3 separate regions of the Zea mays genome follow, and all the other regions are linked to region 1. Evidence: chromatin contacts called from public Hi-C data. All regions are on one chromosome and are shown on one strand. The core of a region is the stretch at or near the end of the contact, and the rest is flanking DNA. Distances in the headings are between cores, read along the strand shown.

Evidence for each region. A called contact is a pair of places that touch in the nucleus more often than the background predicts.
Region 2: a contact with region 1 is called in a Hi-C map of leaf, with 3 times the contacts expected there. The contact joins the promoter of LOC100273521 here to the promoter of LOC100193062 in region 1. A contact is called at or near these places in 3 of 25 Hi-C or Micro-C datasets (all in leaf).
Region 3: a Hi-C map of leaf shows a contact between it and region 1, with 5 times the contacts expected there. The contact joins the promoter of LOC100272303 here to the promoter of LOC100193062 in region 1. A contact is called at or near these places in 6 of 25 Hi-C or Micro-C datasets (bundle sheath, ear, endosperm and 2 more).

What each region holds. Positions count from the first base shown.
Region 1 is chr4:140,995,404-140,998,058 of Zm-B73-REFERENCE-NAM-5.0, reverse strand. It overlaps LOC100193062, which reads left to right and starts at 1,350. Exons shown (of 5, transcript NM_001138228.2): 1 at 1,350-1,583. The coding sequence starts at 1,462.
Region 2 is chr4:140,764,878-140,767,532 of Zm-B73-REFERENCE-NAM-5.0, reverse strand. LOC100273521 (splicing factor, arginine/serine-rich 7) reads left to right here and starts at 1,356. Exons shown (of 5, transcript NM_001367444.1): 1 at 1,356-1,477; 2 at 1,651-1,748. The coding sequence starts at 1,660.
Region 3 is chr4:141,149,522-141,152,176 of Zm-B73-REFERENCE-NAM-5.0, reverse strand. It overlaps LOC100272303 (cytochrome c oxidase subunit 6b-3), which reads left to right and starts at 1,316. Exons shown (of 4, transcript NM_001310032.1): 1 at 1,316-1,505; 2 at 2,576-2,655. The coding sequence starts at 1,497. LOC100283320 (S-adenosylmethionine decarboxylase proenzyme) reads right to left here and starts at 488. Exons shown (of 3, transcript NM_001156222.2): 1 at 245-488.

The DNA of each region.
Region 1 (2,655 bases), core at 101-2,600:
TTTAAGGCAAGCTCTATTGCCCTTAGATGGTAGAGGCTTGCCATTTCCTTTTCCTTTTACTTTACCTTTCTTGTGGAATTTGTTCTTATTGAATTTGCGAGGTCCAGGAGGATTCTTGAAGTTTTTCTTGAATCCTTTCTTATTCTCAGTCTTATGCACATTGAAATGTACCTCAGGCAGAGGGGCAGACCCAGGAGGGCGCTGCTGAGCATTCTTTAGAAGAAGCTCATGATGCTTTTCTGCTTGGGTCAATGTGTGCATGAGTTGAGAATATCTCTGGAAATTACTAGAGCGATACTGCTGATGCAATATCCTGTCCTCTGGAAGCATGGTAGATAGAGTCTTCTCTATCTTGTCTGCTTCAGAGGGCTCTTTCTCGCAAAACTTCAATTTAGAACAAATGCTATGAAGAGCATGGTTATATTCTGCAACAGATTTAAAATCTTGCAGTCGAAGGTGGTTCCACTCATGGTTGGCTGACGGCCATATGAGCTCCTTCTGCTGTTCATAGCGCTCTTTGAGAGCTTTCCACAAGTTGTGAGGGCATCTCTCCATAAGGTACTCTTGCTCTTTCCCTTGTCTTGATTTATCCTTGAGACAGTGCTGATAACGTGTTGCAATATGTTGCAGTGCTCAGTGGCAAATCAGTGGAGAGACAAAAGAGAGGATGAGACAAATGACAGAGTTTTCTTGTTTATTGCAGAGATCTCCTTTATATACATGTGTACAAAGAGCATCTGACCCTTGGATTAATAACTATATAAATAGACGGTTGGCTGGGCCTTGATCATATGTACATTATTTTGTAACAGAAGCCAAGCAGATCCAAATCCAGACCTGCACCGAATGCGTACCTCCGCTCCAGTGACACGCACCTCTTACCGCTCCTCCAGCCGCAGCAGCAGCGACACGCACCGCCGGCTCGACACGGCCTTTACGCCCAGCTCGCCGCAGGCGCGGGCGATGGTGGTCTGCGTCTGGGACCGGACGAAGCGGACGCGATTGGGCGTGGGCACGGAGGCCAGCGTGTCGCGGAGCGTCACGCTGTTGATGGCGTTGGCGTTGCTGGGGAAGTCGGGCGTGCTGGAGCGAGAGCGTGGCGTCGCACTCGCACACCAGGAGCTCCCACACCTTCTTGCCGCGCGCGTCCAGGATGGGCCGCGACCGCGAGCAGAAGTCCAGCTCCCACTTCCGGATCGACGCCGGGACAGTCAGGCAGCGGGCGGGAGTGAGAGCGATGGCCGTCGCGGAGTGTGGTGTGGTGATCTCAAATCTTCCGCTTGGGCCGTGGGCCGGCCCAAGACCGTCAAGAAGCCCTACCTAAAACGGTGAGGCAAACGGATAACGACGACCTGATTTGGGAAAGAAAGCAAAAGAAACGAAACTAGAGGGTAGAACACGACGGTGTCCGGCGTCCGTAAAAAAGGAGGAGAGGAGGCCAGGGAGGCGGGGGCAGCAAGAATGGCGTGCTCCACCGGTCTCTGCTTCTTGGCGTCGATTCCTCCTCTCTCAGCCTCTTGTTCTTCTGGCTCCTCCTGCTTCCTCATGATCAAGCGTGTGTCCTCTGCTCCGTCCTTGTCCAGGTATGGTCTTGCTTCTTTGTTGCCCCGCCTCCTGGCCAATTCGTTGAAGCTTTCTTGAAATCCCAAATTAAGTTGCTCGATGATGTTAAATTTTGTTTTTTTCCTTGTTAGACGAGAATTTTGCATTGTTGTTCCTGAAGCTAGCCAACACGAAAACTGTTTGGTGTTGATTTCTGTTCTCTGCAGTCTTATGAACTTACCTTAAACTGCTATAAGTATTAAAGATTATTTTGTTGGAACTCCACATTCTGGTGTATCTGGTTTCCTTTCTTACCATATGTAGACTAGTTACTAATTTCAAGTTCAAACCCTGTTCTTCAGTTACAAACCCTTGGAAAAAAAAATTCGTTTCGACTTTTTGTTCAACTGCAAAGTGTTTCCACTTCCTCATTTGGGGTTGCAAGCAGCTAGGAGACCCGTACTTTTGAATTAATATCAGTTGATTTTACTTAGTTCTTGTTTGTTTGGGATTATAATCCACTCAGATTATATAATCTAACTTATTTTAAACAAAACATCAGTTCAAAATAAGTTAGATTATATTTTTTTAACAGAAAGGGGATTCCCCCTATTTCATTAAGAAATAGGACCACAGTTTTAACAACATTCAAACGAAAAAACTACTTATTACACCACTTAGCTCATAGAACTAAAAGAGCATAAGCAAGCCATCCAGGCCTAAGGTGGATCACTACAGTTTCTGACAAAAAAGTCATACCGCACAACCACTGCAACCACTACCAACCAGTTTTTGGCAAGGCCGACCACACACAAAGCCCCAGCGACCAGACAAAAGCAACACATTGTGAAACAAATACCCTAGAACCAAAAGGGCCTTCGAGAGCCAGGCAAGCCACACATCTAAAACAAACAGACATCACGCTCAACGTTAGTTGCACAGTCTTTTATCCATCGGCGCCCAGCCAAAATTCCTGTTGAAGACCTCCTTAACCATTCTTCTGAGAAGGGAGCTTCCTTCCAGCAGCATCTTTCTTGAAGTTTCTTTCTGAAGAATCGCCCAAGCATCCAACCAAGAGCAGCACAGAAACACAAGGTTAACAGCATTTAAAGA
Region 2 (2,655 bases), core at 107-2,606, 230 kb after region 1:
GGGTTTCTAGTCGAAGTCAGTGACTGCTCAAGCTCTATTCCAATGCACACAGGACCACGAGGAATACTTGCAGGCGTATGTCCGAAGGATTCTGCGTCTTAGAGCTCAAGCGCTAACAGTGCCAAATGAGATTGTCATTGAAGCTATGATCAAGGGACTTCGACCAGGACCAACAGTGCAGTATTTCGCCAGGAATCCCCCACAAACTCTGGAGAAGCTTCTATAGAAGATGGACAGGTACATCAGAGCCGACAATGACTTCCGACAAAGAAGGAAAGAAGCCTGCAGATACTCTGAGATGACCAGGGGCTTCGGAGGAAGACTCCACCCAAGGTATGTTAGGACGATCCATAATCCCAGCTCAAGTGAAGACAGGGGAAGTCATACTCAAGGGCATCGGCACAACTCTCAATCATCAGGAACACAACAAAGCTCCTTCAGGATAGAGATGACAATGTGTACCCGAAACCCGATGGGTTTTACCCCATTAGGGTACGAGTTTGAGTCAATTTTCATACCCATGAGTTTGTTAATGGGCATAAATCTATGCCCGATGGGTTCATGTTTGTTCCTACAGTACCCAAACCGGTGAACCTGTGTGTTTTTTAAACCCGACCAAACCTAGTACATATTGTCATTTTATTTTATAAACGAACAACAAACTTGTTATCTCCCTATTTACTTCTTATTTTTTATCAAATGGTGAATGTATAAGTAGTTGGTGAGAGTGTTGTTTGGTTGCTATTATAGTTTTTACTAGAGTTATATATGTGGTGGATGGATAATTTAGTGCAAGGTCACTTGATTATACAACTTATTATTTGTATTCCATTCTCTCTACTAATAATTTTATATCAAATCATGAGCTTGGTGTTTATCACATAAATTTTGGACCATGATCTCATTAATCAATACAATACTTATTAATTATGAGAAGAACAAGCATATTAGAGAAATTACCCGGTAATCCGTGGGTACCTGCTAACCCGATGGATACGGGTTTGGGTAAAATTTCAAACCCGTCATAGGTACGAGTTTTTTAATGGGTATAGATATTTTTCACAGGTACGAGTTTGAGATAGCAAAACCCAATAGGCTTGTACTCGTTGCCATCTCTAACAACAAGGGTGTGTATAAGTACTGAGTAGTGAGATGTATATAAATTTAACTAAACACTAGGTGTAAATCCACATCAAATATATAACTAATGGTCTAATTAATTTAAACACTTCATAAATTACTTATACTAGTTACTGAATGATTATTTACGTATTTTGATTTTGTTGCCCCTAGGACTTTGGAAAATACCCCTGAATTGACAGCCAGGGCCTGACTCGTCAACTCCTTTCCGCCCAAAACACTTCCCAGCCCTCCACGCACCCCGCTGCCGCGGCTCGAACATAAACCCTAGAGCCGCCGGCCCGGTCGCGCTAGCGACACAAATCTCAAATCACCCGGAGAGAACTCGCTCGCGAAGGCAAGTAAGCTTTAGATCCCCCATTGCTTCTGGTTCCTAGGCCAGCGCGCCTCGTTTTTCTTCTCCGTTTTGGTCTAATTCGTGAGGAATTTGGGTTTTCTCGTGGGCTTGGTTACGCTCCGCTTGGAGTGGATTTCAGTGACTTTTTTGTTCGGATTGTTTCACTCTTGCAGGCTGAACTCATGGCTCGCGTCTTCGTTGGGAACCTGGATCCGCGTGTCACGGCGCGGGAGATTGAGGACGAGTTCCGCACGTTTGGGGTTCTGAAGAGGTGAGATGCGGTGCCGTTGCATAGTGCTAACCTCGTTTTATTTTTTATTGATAGCGGAAGCACTAAGCTAGTCTTTCTGCGGGTATGATTTCCCCCCGAGTTGCCTCTATCGTACTGCTGATAGCATATACGACTTCATGCTGTCGCTTGCTAGCTCCTATACATGCATGCTAAACAATTTGTGTTTTGAGTATGATAGTTTCGTATTGAGCATAGTGCCTACTAGTGGTAAAACAACAATAGAGAAGCCTGTGCTCCACTTAGTGGTCATGTGATATGGTATGTATGTATAGAAATCAATAAGGGAACTATTTGTTTGCTGAGTAGAATAGGTTTTATTAGATTTGTGTTTATTCCTTGACAATCTCGGAATTTTTTTAGTGATGCATATGCTGTTTGAGAAATAGAAGGGGAAAAAAAGCAGCGGTACTATGTTCACATTAAATTACAAGTCCCTGAGGCCTAGTTTGGTAGGGCTTGGGCTTCTGCATGATAAGTTGGCAAGTGCTTTAACTTACCAGTACGCATGTTGCCCTGATATTATCTAGTTAGCCTCACTAATAGACAATCACATCTTGTTAGTAGTATCAAGCTCAAGACAACTAACAGGTCTATCTTAAAATTTCCTCTTTATGTGTTGGCTGCTTTCTTAATTTCTTGCAGGCTAAATTGAGCTTCTTCTTTCTTTTTAAAGGCCTGTGAGTTGTTATCATCCGTTGTCTTTTTAGAAGAAAGGCATGATCTCTTTCTAAAGATTAGAGAGTGTCTATCTGAACATTTGTAATTTAATCCAGACATCTAGTACACTTGCAACTGTGCAATTATTTTCATGTTTCATGTTAATGAAGAATTGAAGATCAACATCAACAACATCAACAAAGCCTTTTAGTCCCAAGCAAGTTGGGGT
Region 3 (2,655 bases), core at 67-2,566, 150 kb before region 1:
GAGGGCTATCCAAGATTCTCAACGAAACGAAAAATCGAGTCCTAGTGAAGGAATATAGGCACCCCATTCTCCTTCACAAATTAATCCCCTTTCACAAATCAAGTAATTATTACTTCCCTAACCATCAAACTGGGATTAGGGTTTCTTAGAAATCCCAGCATAATCGAATACCAGACAAAAAACGAACATCAAACTGGATCAGATCGCACAACAAGAACATGTATGGAGAGCAAGAGATTCTTACAGATCCCACGAAGGCCCGGACCTCTCGCAGCAACCAGCGGCCCTCGACGAATTCTGCTGCTCGTGTCGTGAGTCAAGAGATCTCCCAACCCTAACCGCCCACCTTTCACCGAATGAGGAGGAGGCGGCGGCCTATATTTCTCTAGCACCGAAGAGATCGGATGCGGGGGAATCGATTTCCTTTCCTAACGAACCACGCGGTGGCGCTGTGTGATGAGGAAGGAGGGATGGGCCAGGTCGTTTATTTATAGGCCCTCTATCGGATCCGGGTCGCGTAGATAGAGATAGAGGCGGTGGCACCAGGTCCACCGCACCGCTCTGTCCGCGGATTCGGCACGGCAGCGGCCACGGATGCGGTGGACCCCGTTCTTCACGTTCCGTTCCTTTGCGTTCCTGGCAGGTGGGACCCACCGCCCGCGCGCCGCAGCGTCTCGCTTTCTTGCTGGCGGATGGGTGGGTCAGTGGGTGGTGCTGGGCCTCGTGTCCTGGTCCGGAGACCTGGACGTGCGTGCCGTTCTCCGCGCTCCGCGGATGAGGCCCGTCCCGTGCGGAGGTGGCGACGCTAGGCGTGTCCACGTGTCGTTGGATCCCGCTATGTGACGTCCTTATCCTTGTATTGGAAGGAGGTCAAAAGGGGCTTCCGTCTCTCTTTGACTGCGAGGAGATCAGGACATATACTACGCAAAAGGGGCACTCAAGTCACACGACACTGCAGATCAGCGTTCACCAAAAGAAGCACATATACTACGCAACAAGATCGACTCGTCAGAGTCCAAATTTTCCTGCGTGTTCGTTGTCGTGTTCCGTGCCCGTACGCCTGATCTACCTAATATCTACTATCTATCTATCTATCTATCTATCTATCTATCTATCTATCTATCTATCTATCTATCTATCTATCTGTCTGTACACATGAGCCTAGACGACCAAGCAGGCCTTTAGAGGCCCATCCTAAGGAATCCGGCATCAACAGGCCTGGTTTTGAGCTGGGCCACGCGGTCTGTTGGAAGGGCTTGGTATTGTGCTGGCGGACCAGATGGGCCAGAAGAGCCGCGGTTTTCGGACGCTGGGCTCCGGTCTTTCTCGCCTCCTTCTCAGCCTTCAGGGGCGGCTCGCGGAAGCCATCGTGGTTGACCCGACCAGCAGCCGAGTGCCCGATTACAATCAGCCATCGCCACCACCTCCCTCCGCGGCTCCGCCTTCCGCCGCGAACACGCCGCTGTCTCGACCCCTTGTCCTCCTCCTTCAGCAAGATGGCGGAGGTGAGGAGACCCTTCCGCTCCGTCTGCTGGTTCTCGTTGCGGCTGGCGCTCGTTACTACGGTTTAGGTTTGGCCTTGCGTGCCCGACGTCAGGGCGCCGCCGGTACATGCCCTCCGCTCTGTTCCCGGCCGGATTGGTGGCGGAGAAGCGAGACATCGTAGGATCGTATATGTTTTTTTTTCTTCTTCTCTCGTTTTCATTGGGCAGAAATGCGAGGATGTATCTCATCCGCGTTTGCAGATTCAGGGTGGTTAGGGTTGCCGTTTGATACGTTTTGCTGCCGCGTCTCCTATAAGACTGACGAGAACACATTGTAGGCTTGTATCAATTCTGAATCATAACAACACTGTGTTCAAACATTTGATCGGCATATTTCCAGAAATCAGTGGAACGGAACGCATCGTAGGTATCAATTCTGAATCATAACAACACAGGGAAAGTAGAGGGGAAACAACATAGCGTGCATGAGATTTCTGGCATTAGATCTTATATACATGTCCAATTTGGCGCATGTTAGATTGAAATAATGATATTGTCTCAAGTTATTCTTATTCCTGTTTTTTTCCTCAATATACCATGGAACTTCTGTTTTTTTTAGTTATCATTGGCCCCACCTATTATGACACCGTCATATGCATCCTCAAATATGAATGTTCTGTCTTTTTTACTAATCTGCATTTGTTACTGTCTTTCTAGCTTCCACCATATGTTAACCTTCACAAATTTTGGTTATGTATATTGCTGATTGTAATTTATATAATAGTCTTGTTTCATCCTAACTTCTTACTGTATTATCCATTTCACCATCTAGCATCTACAAACCTTAACAAACTCTTCAGATCGAGAAAAAAACTAATCTTTCTTACTCTGCCATGATTCATGAAGTCCAGTCTTTGTTGTGGAAGTAATCTCCCATTTCAGTTTGGTTATGCAAATAGACTTATCTTATGAAATATTTTCTTTCACTATACTTCTTTGTTTTTCTTTTTTTTTATAACAAACTCCACATAAGTGCTTTGTTTATGTTGTTTCTCTGCACTCACAAGTTCATTTATTTGCTTATATGCTAGATTGAGATAAAAACAGCACCTGCTGACTTCCGCTTCCCTACAACAAACCAAACAAGGCATTGTTTTACTCGCTATGTCGA